2 separate regions of the Anas platyrhynchos genome follow, and region 2 is linked to region 1. The links are chromatin contacts, called in public Hi-C maps. All regions are on one chromosome and are shown on one strand. The core of a region is the stretch at or near the end of the contact, and the rest is flanking DNA. Distances in the headings are between cores, read along the strand shown.

What was found. A called contact is a pair of places that touch in the nucleus more often than the background predicts.
Region 2: a contact with region 1 is called in a Hi-C map of skeletal muscle, with 2.3 times the contacts expected there. The contact joins the promoter of PGD here to the promoter of RBP7 in region 1. A contact is called at or near these places in 2 of 8 Hi-C or Micro-C datasets (skeletal muscle and subcutaneous adipose tissue).

What each region holds. Positions count from the first base shown.
Region 1 is chr22:4,368,482-4,375,582 of IASCAAS_PekinDuck_T2T, reverse strand. It overlaps RBP7 (retinol binding protein 7), which reads right to left and starts at 3,909. Exons shown (of 4, transcript XM_005026351.6): 1 at 3,754-3,909; 2 at 1,886-2,064; 3 at 1,471-1,572; 4 at 889-1,142. The coding sequence starts at 3,826. The coding sequence ends at 1,092. LOC139999259 (a long non-coding RNA gene) reads left to right here. Exons shown (of 3, transcript XR_011804604.1): 2 at 2,839-2,960.
Region 2 is chr22:4,515,474-4,522,574 of IASCAAS_PekinDuck_T2T, reverse strand. It overlaps PGD (phosphogluconate dehydrogenase), which reads right to left and starts at 3,846. Exons shown (of 13, transcript XM_027443206.3): 1 at 3,710-3,846; 2 at 3,406-3,481; 3 at 2,852-3,031; 4 at 2,654-2,719; 5 at 1,341-1,459. The coding sequence starts at 3,717. It overlaps KIF1B (kinesin family member 1B), which reads right to left. Exons shown (of 48, transcript XM_038166749.2): 48 at 4,635-7,101.

The sequences.
Region 1 (7,101 bases), core at 2,660-5,159:
GTCTGCCTCATTTAGTAGCTGTAGTAATTCTGAACTGACAGGGAGGAAGAAGAAATGTCTGTAAGATTGGATTACTTATCTCTCCAAGTGTCAGGGGTAACTTCAATTTCCTTCAATTTCTACAAAAAAAAAAAAAAAAAAAAAAAAAAAAAAAAAAAAAAAGAAGTTCTAATTCATTTATTGTGCTTAAGCTAGGTTTAAGTTAAACTCCTCTGACTTTTTCCACTAGCAAGCCCATCCCTACAATACTAGAGTTACCAGGGAGATACATTGCACATGCAACAGGTTGGTTTGACCCCTTAAAGGTTTTTACAGGAGACAGAATTAAGCTTCTGTGCAACAGCACACAAGGTCAAAAATGAGAGATGTGTTAACCTAATTGAACAACCACGTGCAAGTAAGGCTTGAGTAGCATTGTTTTTACTGTGTGTGTGTGTGCTAATGGCATTAAATTGCCTCGCAGACTGGAACCTACGTGATTGCTCAAACCTCTTGTCATTATTGTGAGATGACACTATTTTGTCATAGGCTCGCTCCCCCTCTGGTAAGCTGAACTTAATTATTTTGACAACAAAGCAGCTATGGCACAACATAAAGTTTACATAACACATTTAAAATGCAAACAACGATAACTTCTCCTGAAATACTAATCTGCAGCTTAAGAAGTATTTTGAATAATTAACTTGTATCTTGTGATGTCCTCTTTACTTTTTACCACTCCCAGAATTACACAGGTTTAAGCTCTCCTCTTGTTTGATGTTGGCATGCCTGTTTAGACTTCTTATTTTTGTTTATTGTTCTGATTTAGACCAGTAGTTAACTGTAAACCAAGCCCTGTCATTTGTCTTTTTTCTCCTTCCCTCTGTCAATACATTCAGAAGACAGGTATTTAAGATTGTTTTTGGTGTTTATTAGCAAAAATCAGATATTTAACATGGCTAACAGACAGCATTTCCTGAGCCAGAAATATCATATCATTTAGATTAACAGGTAGAAGGAATCAACTCTTGTCTGTACAGCTATCATTGGACATGAGGATGCGTGGCCTCCTGTATATAGCTGTCTTTCCATGTAGGAACCAACACTCATATTCAAGCTCTCTTGAAGACTTGTCTACATACTTGATTCTCACAACGAAGTTCCTAAAAAAAATAATAATAAATTAAATATATAGTAATCAAAGGAATCATCTCCAAAGACGAACATCGATCATTTGCCATGAGTACTGACTATCATTCACCTGCTATGCTAGTAAGTTATGCTTAATATTCTGAATTTAAATATTCAAGAGAAAGAAAAATGAAACAGTAAAATTGTTCCAGCTAGGCTAGCTGAAAGCAGAATGTGTACTGTCAATTGCGTATACTACTGAGATGATAACTTGTGCATGTTATGATCACAATAAAAACTGTATTTTTGTCATAGATACAATTCTGAAATATATATACAAATCTGAAGTAAAGCAAATACCAAGTGGAGGTCATCTCCTTCAAGCCAGTGAGTCCAGCCCCTGTTCTTCTTCTCACCAATCTGGACACAGACAAGTTTGTCGTTGTCCCAGGTAACTAGGCTCTGTTGAAGAAGAAACAGTGTTCCTATATGTTATCTCAGTTCTGAAATATACCTACTAGTTAATATCCTTTTTGTGAAAAAATAAAATAAAATAAAATAAAATAAAATAAAATAAAATAAAATAAAATAAAATAAAATAAAATAAAAGACTAAATTCTATTATGCAGGAAAAAGTAAATTAAAGTTTCTACCTCTGTGTCACACTAGAAATAGTATTCTTGATAACTTCAGCTGAAGTAGCAAGATTGATGATGGCATCTTAATTCTGTAAGAACTTTTTTATTATTACTATTTTATATATAGTCAGTCTTACCTTGCATTTCCTGTTATCCAGGCCTTTATTGTCTTCTTCAAACTCTTCTCCAATTTTGAATTGGAGCATGTAGTCTCTGAATGTGCTTGTGGTATGGATAGATAACATGTCCCCATCCTGTTTGATCACTTTCTGAGGCTTCAGCATTTTTGCTATCTTGCGTGTTGCAAAATCAATACCTTTGACAGGAGAAAAAAGGATAAGTTGTGCTCATCACCAGCCATTCTGACAGCCAGGATTTACCTTTATTGCTTCTAGAAGCATTTCTTAAGAATAGCTTGCTATGCAAGGGTTTGATGGATTTTTTTAGTTGCTTTGGTTTTTTTTGTGTTGTTGGTTTGGGTCCCCCCGTCCCAAACTGTTATATGTTATACAGTTCAATGCATGTTCTTCAAAACTTGTTTTCCCCACACATACCCCTCAAGAACCCCTTCTTTATTAGATACAGAGAATAATTAATACCTATTCTTTCACCCTTTAAAAGAGGAAAGGCATTATGCAAAGTAACAAGAATTTTCTCTACACCTTAGAGTCAAATGAAAGACAGTCCTAAAATTGAATTACTCAGGCTCATTTTCAGGACATGCCACTGGCTATTAAGACCTTTTGAGTGCAACTAGGAAACATCACACTTAAAATATTGCCTATTTATCTGTAACAATCAGTTGTCTTGAACATCATCCTCATGGTCTTGGTAATACTGAGCTTGAAGTATTGCTTTTGGGGTTTATTCCTATTTTATTTATTTTTTTTTGTAGTGAATGTTTATTTATTTAGAGGAACAAACCATCTATTTAGCAGACAATAGTTACATGCTCTAGTTTTACATAAGATGAGGTGTTAAATTTCATTTAAAAATCCTTTATATAGGCAGACAATATTTATTATCATGGAAAAAAAAAAAAAAGTGAATCTATTGCTTATAACAAAATTGCTTTGTATTCAAATTTCAGATCTGGGGACTTGGGAATAAATCCTCATTATGGAATACCCTCCTCCCCCTATGACAAAACAGCAGGATGAAGAAAGGGAGAAGAGTTTTCAACATGCTAAAGCTATCGACTAGATGATTAAAGTAGGTCACCCAGCATATATATGGATAGAAAATAGATTGCATTCTACTTGCACATGCAATTACCTGCAAGGGATACTGTTAGCAGTCAGCTTACACAAGTCTACAAGGCAGAAAGAGGTGGCAGGGGTAGGTGAGGGGAAGGGGATATGCAGGGTTACCTGCTGTCAGTCTATAATTAGCTTTGCACATGAAAGGTAATAGAGTACCAAGAACTTTTAGTTCTCATTACAGCACCATTAATATCTCCATAAAGATCTGAATAAGATAAGAGGTTAACTTCAAGCACATGAGGAAAGGGATAGTTAGAAGGACTGCTCAACAGGTCACAGAATAAGCGGTCTTGTGAGCTGTTTAAAGATTCATGATACTAAGCAAAACAGTTGCCTTGAATTGACAAATACACAAGAACTTGTTTGTTATTTAGTAATTAACCCTAAGACTAAGTAATTAACCCTAAGACTAGACCTAAACTAAGGTCTATACGTTTGTTCTGAAAAGCAAGAGAAACTCAGTGGACAGAGAGAACTCTCCCTCATCTCACATAAAAAGTATTCAGAAGTTCTCCTTTTAACAAGTACCAGGCTGAGTTCCTGGAACCTACCAGGATGCCTGGGTTACAGGCTAAAATAATTGCTAGTGCTATGTAATTAATCAGCAAACAAATACCTCTCCATTGTTTTTCTGGACAAAAAAGCTTCACCAATATCTAGATTTTGAAATAATTCAAACACTTAAAATTCAGAAGGAATCTCATGGGGGAAGGAAGAAGGATAGAATGAGGTATTTCACCTACCTAAAGCCACCATATAGCCTTCAAAATTGTCATTGCTGACAAGGTTCCAGGTTCCACTGAAATCTACAGGCATTTCTAGACTGCAGAAAGAAGTTGCAATGAACCCCTGAGCAACAAGCAAAAATAAAGAAATAGGCTTCCAACCAGGCCTTATATGAGGAAGACTGTGGGTGGAATTACATCAGAGATCCTTTCTGATGGAGGGGAGGGGTACTGTTGCTGAGCCAATAGGTGACAGGACATTTGTGGATTAGCTTCGGCTGTGTTGGAGGGAAAAGTTCACAGTTTCTGAAATCTTTGTATGGAGCAAATGTTATTAACCCAAGAGTCACACAGTACAAACGAAAAACTGGTTAAACTTCTGTCTGTCTTGTATACTTTAAAGGGAATCACGGACACAATTTGTCATTAGTCAGATTCCTTGCATGTATTTTGGGTATGGGGGTTTATGATCTGAAATCTACGTATTTATTTAAAAGGTGATCTACCCACTGCAAATTCACGATGTTTTAGCAGGCAGGGGTTGACTGGTAAATTGTTCATGGTACTGTATCTGCAAGTCTTAAAGTAGTACTTATGATACAGGAATAGAACTAAGTAGAGTGTCTCATTGGTTTATTCCTGGAATGGATAATAGGCAGCATTGTTGTCTAGTGGCTGTAACAGGAAAGTGAGAGACCAATTGTTTTTGCATATGTTATTCTCTAATGTGACTCTTAACACAACTCTGCTGTGCCACAGTTTACCCATTTGTGTTCTGTACTTCTGTTAGATATATCTTAGGTAAATGGACATCCAAGCACACGGGAAACATGCAGAATGAACAGCAAATTCTCTGGTTTCCCTGGTGCTTTTATCAGACAGAAAGTTTATGTAACAGCTAAGCATGAGACAACAGATCTAGAGGCCAGAGATCTGTTCACAGTTCTACAGCTCTATATTTATCAGTTTTTCTAAAGGAAAGAAGTCAAATACCTGTTCTTGCAATTCACATTTAACTCCTAAAAACAGCTAATGACAATAAGAAATTCAAAAAGTAGTCATGTAGATAGAAGATGTGGCTCTCCCCTTGCTTTTTATTCTTGACGCATACAGTAAAGGGGAGATCATATGGAGCATTAATCCCGTTGATGCTTTATTAGGTGCTGTGCATTGTGCTAGAGTATATAGAGAGTATAGCACATGGTGCAGCTGGGAAGCTTCAATATTAGACTTCAACACAGTGAAATAAATTCCTTAAGTGATGACCCAGTCATATATTTTGAAAAATGAATAGAAGAACACTTCAAAGGGAAATGATATGTGAGGAATTTAGAAATAAGACTTGAATTCCTACAGAATACATACAATTCTCCAGTCACCTGCAGTTCTTCCATCTGTGGCCACTTTTTGCAAACCGTATGCCTAATTGTGACAATTTACAAAGTACATTTAAAAAGAAATGGGAATTTATAACCCTGAAATAGTAAGCAGTCTAGAATTTTGAAGTACTGGAGTTTCTTGTCTGTAAAATGGGGAAAACAACAGTTTCTAAATTTGTGCATATGTTTTAAGCATCAGCTTAATCCTACATTTTAATTTGTCAGATGGGACAATAACGATCATGACAGTGAAGGCTACATTGAAAGAAAAACCCAAAATTGATGGACAAGGGAAATCTTAACTGCTAGTAAAAAAAAGAATTGGGTATTCTGAATCTTGAATGAAAAAAATCACCTACAGCTACTACATTTACCTGGTCACTGATTCAGGTCAGGCTGAACAAAAGGATAATATTTTGCAGAGAAAATTGTTTCACTGAACTTTAACTACATTTTTGGAGATGACAGTTTGACCTATATGACTCACAGAATCATGTGAGTAGGAAATTAGGACGTCAAAGCTTCTTTCCTGTTTGCAGTTGGATATTGTTCTCTAACCTATACTAAACTGGGAATGGTACAGAGAAATGCAAATTAATGTTTCCCCTGGACTCCAGTAGTAGCATTTCACCCACAATTTGTTATTACAAGGTTACAATACTAAAAGAGCACTGTTGCAATACTATTGACTCTTCCAAGTAAAGAGAAGTCAGTACTAGTATAAATCCTCCCCAAAAGTCTGGATTAACTTTTTAGCTGAAAATTAAGATTGTGCTGATTGCCCAGGATGTGGTGCTTCTTTCTGTAAAACAGTTCAAAATCTCAAACTAAGATTTATGGAGGATACTCAGGTAACTATTTCAAGACTAAGCCAAGGAACTGTGTATGCAACTTTGTGAGAACTCCCTAGTGTACTGGCCACCTCCTGTGATGGTTCATTTCATCTTCCTCTATTTTTCCTTTTTTGTGGATATTTTTTCCATGTCCATCTTAATTGCTGTGCAGCACTGAGCTTATAAAACATTCTGCCGATGATGTAGCCTCATTACAGAAGTAAATTAAATGGTTCCTACTGCTGTTGCAGTATTTGTAAAATAATTTGAGTCTGAATTACTTATGTGGTATAAGGACCCTATGTGTTCTTAATTGAGTAGGACCAAAAGCAATAATGTCAAGAAAGCAAGCCTCATTTTTTTCTTGCAGAATATCTGTGAATGCATTACAACTCCTATAAAGAAGTTCAATGAACTGCATGATTCCCAAACCTTACAAGTATATACATTCTCTCTTAGACTTAGTCAACTCTTGCATGTTTTACTACTTGAACATTTCAGAATATGACACCTCACTGACTGTGATACTGATATTTAGAACTGATCGGGACAGCAGATTGTCAGTATATGTTTACTTCTAGTGTTGTAATAGGGAGATTTCTGGATCCCACTGGTAAAACAAAAGATCCATATTCACCACGATTTTTGAACAATATTCTGTTTTGTATAGACAAAACCATACTGACATCATTACTACTTAAAAGTTATGCAGTCATCAAACATCAGATTTGGTTAATGACTAAAATTATCATACTGCATGCAATTTATTTTATCAGAAGACTCATCACATATAACTACATTAAAACCCAGTGAAATAACTGTCTGAAGATCACAGCTTTATAAACATCCTGTTAAATATGCAGTTTCTCTAGAATTACACAGTGCACCAATATATAACAATGTAATTATTTGGAAGAATAAACCTAAAGTGCAGTTTTACTCTGAAAAGTGACCACATAAATGGGGTGCTTTCCTACTGGAAATATCTGCTCTGTTTATTCAGAAGCACACTTGTTGACGTGCATGCTGGAAATAACATTTTCCTGCTCTCTGTTCTTGTCAACCATCAAGAAAGACAACAGACGAAAGAATAACATAGATCTTATCCTTTTGCATGCACCATCAATAATACAGTTTATCTTCAATGGCAGTTT
Region 2 (7,101 bases), core at 2,597-5,096, 150 kb before region 1:
AAAATCCATCAGTATGATGCATCCTTCTGGAAGGATGGGGCAAGGGCATGCTGACAGGCTGACACACGCAACACACAGCAATGTCAAAAAAAAGTATGCTTTTCCCAGAATTAGACACTGCAAGAAACGGGGACAGCCCATGTCATACACGTAAAGCATTGTGCAGACAAGCTTAGTGTACCTAAAAGAGTCCAAATATCACTTTCTCCATTTTACAGATGGGGAAACCAAGGCAGGTTATGATACAGGCTCATATTTGGAGAGGATCAGTGGCAGAGCTGAAGCAAAGCCAAATTCTGCTCAATAGCTACAAGAAAAATCCAGGGTGATCTGGAGGAGGAGAGGAAGGAGGGAATAAACTCCATGAATGTGAGTCAGGATACAGTAACTTGCATTATGTCAGTAACTAGGAGCTTCTGTGACTATCAGGCTCCCCATTGCATGGTAAATTTCCAAGAGCGCATTACAGAACACCAGGTCTGAAGCAAGCTAAAAAGTGACCACTGGGAAAGGAGCATGGGTGGCACATGGGTTGCAGGTGCAATGAAATAGAGGGGACAAAGTTCAGGAAAGGGTTGCAAATAGAAGCTGTCTTCATAGAGCTTTTTATAGCAAAAAGAAGACCAGGCAGCAGAGATAACTGTTACGTTGTCACTGGCTTTGTGCTGTCAAATTTGAACAGGCTGTTACTGGTGTGAAATGCTAAAGGAAAAGGGCAGGGACTTGAGATTCTAAAGCACTGGTAAAGTCTGGAAAACACCTTTTATTCCTACCTTTACAGAGAGAATGGGCAATCAGGGATAAAGTCAAATATGAACATCACTCTTATGTTAACTTGGGTACAAAAAACTAGGGTAGCAAGGCAGAAATTAAAAAAAAAAAAAAAAAAAAAAATACAATAAACATGTAGTGAAGCCTCCCTTAATAATTCATGTCAATACAGTGACGTATACTGCTGCCCATTTTATGGCTAACAGCTTTCCTAGTGCACAGGGCCCAAAAGGAAAAATCATAATAAAGAAATAAGGATTTTGCCTAAACTAATAAAAAAAAGTACTTTCTCCTTTTCCATACATTTCTACCTCTAGATTTCTGTAGGTATTACTTTCGCCTGTGATTCCCTGAAAGACAAACCTGACCTAGTTTTTCCTGCTATGAAAATCAGCACTGGCGGATGACCCCAGATATGTTGAGAAATCTTGAGCCTTGAGGAAGTAAGATGGCAACATATCTTGTTCTCTCCACACCCATGTCCCTCCTCCTTTCCTCCCTCAGCTTTTAGCATGAACAGAAGACGATTATTGCAGAGCAGTCTGAAGAATATACAAGCAAATGCTTACCAGGCTTCTTTGGCTCCTCCTGGCATGAGTGAAGGGCCATATCGGGCACCCTCCTCTCCACCACTCACACCGCTCCCAACAAATAAGATGCCCTTTTTCATCAGCTCCTTACAACGTCTCTGGAACAAAAAGAGGAGCAACATTAGTTAATTTATTGTAATGCCAGAGTGTTAGAAACAAAGGTTAGCAAATCAGACCTAAATTAAGTTTTCAACTCTGCTTTGAACATGCCAGCAGACAACTTCAGAGAAAGCTTGTACGCCAAAGTGAACGTTAGGAAACTTCCTATTGCTTTGACATGGATCCTTGCAAAAGAGACGTGCCAAAAGAACAAATTCCTTGTAACCACCAGAGAAAAGAGCACCGTACTGAGGCTGGAAAAGGCTCACAATAGTGCCAGGTGATACATGCTGTGTGCAAAGATGTGGAGGAGGCAGATTAGGCCCAAGTTGCTGAGTTCATTATGCAGCAAAGGTGCAATTCTGGACAACTACATAGGAAGCTAATTCCTCTTGAGTGGGAGAGAAACACAGGCTGAGATCTGTAAGTGGAGCTGCAAGCTTGCCAAGTATTAAACCTCATTTAATACCTGTTTTTAACTCTGGCTTGGCCAAGCCACTTATCGAAAAACAGGAACGCAAAAGCAGAAGGGCTAATACCAGTATCCCCTCTAAGATTCAGAAGCACCAATTTCTGTGCAACACTTTCATGTAATCATCCCAGATAGGCTAACGTAACTTCAACAGTTACAGCCTGCTCATATGTAGGCCTTTAAAAAAAAAAAAAAAAAAAAAAAAAAAAGGAGCATTCAACAACCAGACCATTGCTGCTTTCATTACCAAGACAGCCAAACCAGCAGTTCTTTCTTATTGGATCTTCCCACAGTCATGCAGAAGAGAGCAATAACAATACAAATAACAATAACAAATGCAATACTGTTCGTACTACTTCAGAACCTGTATTTCAGGATGTTGTCAGCTCCTAGCACACAAGACCAATTCAATAAATATCCTTAGATTTTCAATTATTCCTTAAGACTGTAACAGGACATTTTCTAAGAGACTTCTCTCTTTAGAAGATGTCAGTAAAAATATCCTTTGATAATTTAGGAAACTTAAAATAAGAAATATACTTGCAGAACAGTCCTTATCTACCGCAACAACTGATTTTTAATACACTGCATGATCTAGTTCTGCAGAGAACTCAACTTGGCCTTTCCTACGGGGAAATGACCAACCGTTCTCATGATCAGAGGAGAAAGAATCATGGGAAGTGTATTTTATTCACCCACTTTGGGCAGAAAGCAGGCTTACCGTGGTATCTCTGTACTCAGAATTCCCACCATCAATTATGATGTCTCCAGTCTCCAGCAATGGCACCTGCCAAAAATAAATCAGCGTTATTTTTTTTGGTCTAAGCTTAAAAATTTATTACTGACAACTAATTGAAATCTTCCAGAGGAAGCTTTTCAAAGAGCCAGAGGGAAGTCGCAGTTAGAACATTTGTCTCACCAGTTTATTGATGAAATCGTCCACCGCGCTTCCAGCCTTCACCAGCAAGATGATGCGCCGGGGCTTCTTCAGCTTCGAGACCATCTCCTCCAGGCTGTGAGCGCCGATCACTTTGGTTCCTTTGGCCTCGTTCGCCAGAAAGTCATCCACTTTGGAAACCGTCCTGTTAAAAGCGCAGACCTGGAGGAACACGTTAATAACACCTTAATAAAAGTGCATTAACAAAAGCTGCCAGCTGAACAGTTACATTAGCTCAGGCTACAAATTGTATAAGTGAGGCCTGGTGGTGTGTGCTCTGTTTCCACCTGAAGGCACCGAGCCTCTAACACGCAGCAAGTCCCTGCAAGCACCTCAGGAACCCATTGCTAAGGGACAAGCCTGGAGCACGCCTCAGCAAAAAGCCGTGCTGAGGGGTAAGCCATGCACCACGGGCTGATTTTTGCTGGAAACGGGTCAAAGCACAGCCGGGGCGACAAGGAAAAGGAAAACCCAGCACCCAGCGGGCTACCACAGGGGGACATAGGGGCTGCGCGGCCGGGCTGCCTTCAGCTCACCACGAAGCCGTGGTCGTTCATGTTGAGGATCAGGTTCTGGCCCATCACGGCCAGGCCGATCAGGGCGATGTCGGCTCTGTGGAGAGGAAGAGGAGAACGCGTCAGGGAGCCGCCGCCGGCAGCGCCCACAGGCAGCACCCGCACCCCGACCCTGCCAGCGCCCAGCCCGGGTCCCCCTGCCCCCACAGCCCCCTCACGACCCCCTCAGCCCCTCAGGGCCCCCCCGGCCCCCTCAGGACCCCCCCGGCCCCTCACGGCCCCCTCAGGACCCCCCCCGGTCCCCGGTGCCCCCCCCCGCCCTCACTCGGCCATGGCGGCGGCGGCAGCGCTCGGGGCTCGGTGCGCGGCTCCCCCCTCCCGCCCCGCTCTCTCAGCGGCACCGAGGGGGCGGGGCGAGGGCAGAGCGCGCCCATTGGGTCCCGCCGCCAGGCCCCGCCCCACTGCCCATGGGCTGAGGGCTGGGGAGGGAGGGAGAAGCCCCGCCCCTTAAAGGGCCAGGCCCCCGTTAAAGGGGCAGCAGGGCTGGGGGGGTTCCTAAAATGGGGGGGGAATGAGGTTGACCCCAGGGGCGTGGGGGAGGCTGGGGGCTGTGATCTTTTTCTCCTCTCATTAAGGAGCAGTAATTAGCTAACCAAGCAGTAATTAGCTAACTGCTGTTGGGAAATCGGCCCCAGCCGCAGCCAGCACCTCAAACACTGGCCGGGAGGGGTCCCAGCCCTGGGGGTGCCACAGCAGGAGCAGCAGCACCACAGCAAAACTGTGTTATAAACACAGGGGGAGCTCCCAGAAAGGACTGCCCAGGACAGCAACCCTGAGGAGGGGGCACTGAGTGGAAGAATGTGACTGTCCGTATGTGACCTCGCGTATTGTGACTGTCCCCAGAGCTGGGACCTCACAAGGGCCGTTTGATTTCACAAATTTCCTGTCATTCTTAGCAGTCACCCCCAGATAAAGTTCAGCATTGGCAGCACTACTACCACGAGTACCACCTTATTTTATCTGTTAATCAAAAAACGTTTTTGAAAGCATCTAAAAGCTACTTAGAAATGCTGTGGAACATACCAAAGGGAAGAGGACGACTAAGGATAGGGACAGTCTCTCACCCTCCTGAAGAACGGGGTCAAATTTCTTTCCACAAGAGCATAAACTTGCTCAGGACAGATTTTTAAAACGATAGAAGAAACTAGTAATGAAATCCTAACAAAAGGAGCACACGTTATACCTGCTAATGCACTTGGTTGTACCTTTATTGTTTCACCTCGTTCACTAACAGTTCAGTGGTGCAAGGTTACCATACACAGTTAGATAATATCTGCATTGCACACCTAAGGCTATACAGCAAATGGATCAGAATTAGTACAAATACATGAACTATATTTACATTTTGTATACTCAAGCTCCAAACATCAGATATTTACAAAATAAAATATGAAAATGAAAATCTGAAATTAATGTACAGTGTTGCTGATGCACTCCTTCGCTGGGATGAAATCAGTTTGCAAAGACATTTGTTCAAGAAGGCCACTTATACAGTGTATACCTTGTATACCTTGTGTACAGAGAGGTTAAACAGGGACATGGGAACTGCAAGAAGAAAAAGGATGTGTTTCAGTGCAACAGCATGTCTAATGTCCAAAGTCAAGAACATTAATCAACTGCACGTGAAGTATGAACAAGCAGAGTGGAAAATTAAGAACTGATCCTGGGAAGTGCTGATCATCCAAGACTCCCTCTGCTTCTACTCCTTGGATTCAGTGTGAGCAAAAGGTAGCTCAGTACTGCTCAGGATCGGGCCACAACTTGGCAACATTAAGAATTCAAGAGTTTTGACCTCCACACCCTCAGTTTTCTGAATACACGTCTGCTCCTGTTAATTTAAAAACTGTTCCAATTGACATTGGACACGACCATCTGGTTAGTGTTGGACTAGTTTAGATTTCAAATACTTAGAGCGCATAAATGGCCTTCTGAACAAAAAAATCTCAGTCCTGTTCTTGAACACCTGATGTTTTTAAACAAGGAAGCACAAAATTAATACATTCCTGCTACATACAGTATAGTTCAGACCACAGATTGGGGTTATTAACCACAATGGAGAGATGCAACGCGCACGTCAGAGACCCATTCTGAAGTACATTCAGCAAACCGTTCCAGAGCAGCATTAGTATCCTTCCTTCGAGCAGCAGGTTAACAACTGCATGTTCAACAAAAACACCACCACAGTATAAACTAACACAAACTGAGGCTGTGTAAGTGTACCAGAAAGATGCAGAGGCAGTATTAGTTGATGGGAGAGTACCAATGGGTGTTATTCCAAAGCTAATCCTCTTTCTTATCTAAGGTGCAATTAATTACAGATGTATAAATATACAATACATTACATAAAATTAAATCCCTGTAAATTAGGTAACAAGCAGCAAAAGGTAAAGTCTTTGCTTTGAAATACCTTGCTAATCAGTAATAAGGACTATCACACACTGGCAAGAAAAAAAAAACTTCTCAGTGGTTTGGAAATAATATTCCCTTCCCTTCTGCATCCCACAATAGAGGAATCTTCTTTTAAAAAGTACTTAAAGTGCATTTCTAAAATACAGTATAGGAGGTTCAGTTTAGTTTTTAAAATATCCAGGAAGCTCCATCAAACATTACAGGGTTTTCATTGGACCAGAAGATAATTTTCTTCTCCCATTCACTGATGAACATAAAAAAACCCAAACCATGGCACAGCTTCACTCCCAGCTCTCTCTAAGAAATGCCTATCAAGTTTGCTACGAGTGTTTATGCTCAATGGGCTGGCAGGCCCACAGCATGATGCCTTGCCTCTAGTGGCTGGTCCTGAGAGCTGTCTGACTCCAGGACATCATAAGCATAACCAAGAGAGGGTTTTTTAATGTCCAGAGAAGGCAGCTTAGCATATTTTTCCCTTCTAAACAGACATTTTTAAGTTGTCAGGCTAAATCAAAAAAGCTTTGAAGTGAATGGAAATCAACTTTTTTTTTTTTTTTTTTGGCTTTGCTCTCCTTTAGAACATTTGGATTTCAGTCATCCAGTTTTAAGTAGGGAAACCAATGTATCAGTACATACCGAAAAACTGTGCCTTCACGTCAGACACAGTAATAGTAATGCCCACTTGAACTTCACGTGAAAATTGATTTTGTCATAGATTATGCAGCTTTAAGAAGTACTGATGTTTAAAAATAGCATCTTGTTCTTCTGATGACCTGGTATCCATACAGACATCAAGTCATCAGAAGCTGCTTGGAGTCTTTAGATATAAGACACTTATGCAACACAGCTGTAACATTTCCAGCTCTGTATAAAGCAAGCATCCGTCTCTTCCTGTTTTCAAAGGAAGATCCCTTAATCGTGTTTCTATCTAATGCTTATTTCTCCTTGTTTCTTTTTCTGGTTTATCCAAAGCAAAGACTTAGCAAACTAGCTTTCTTCTAGTATAAAAAAAAAAAAGATAAAAATTAAAATTTTTATCTCTCAGTGCGTCACATAATACCACCACTTAAATTGCTAGCCCTCCTCAGACTGGTTCCACTTTTATTATATACAGTGGTGGTGGTGGCAGCAACAACTTAGTGCTTAAAATTAACCTAATTCATTCTTAAAACATCTTGACATCGGCTTAGCTCCAGCCTGGGGAGCCCACTCCCAGCTCTAGTGGTCTTACTTATCCACACACTGGAA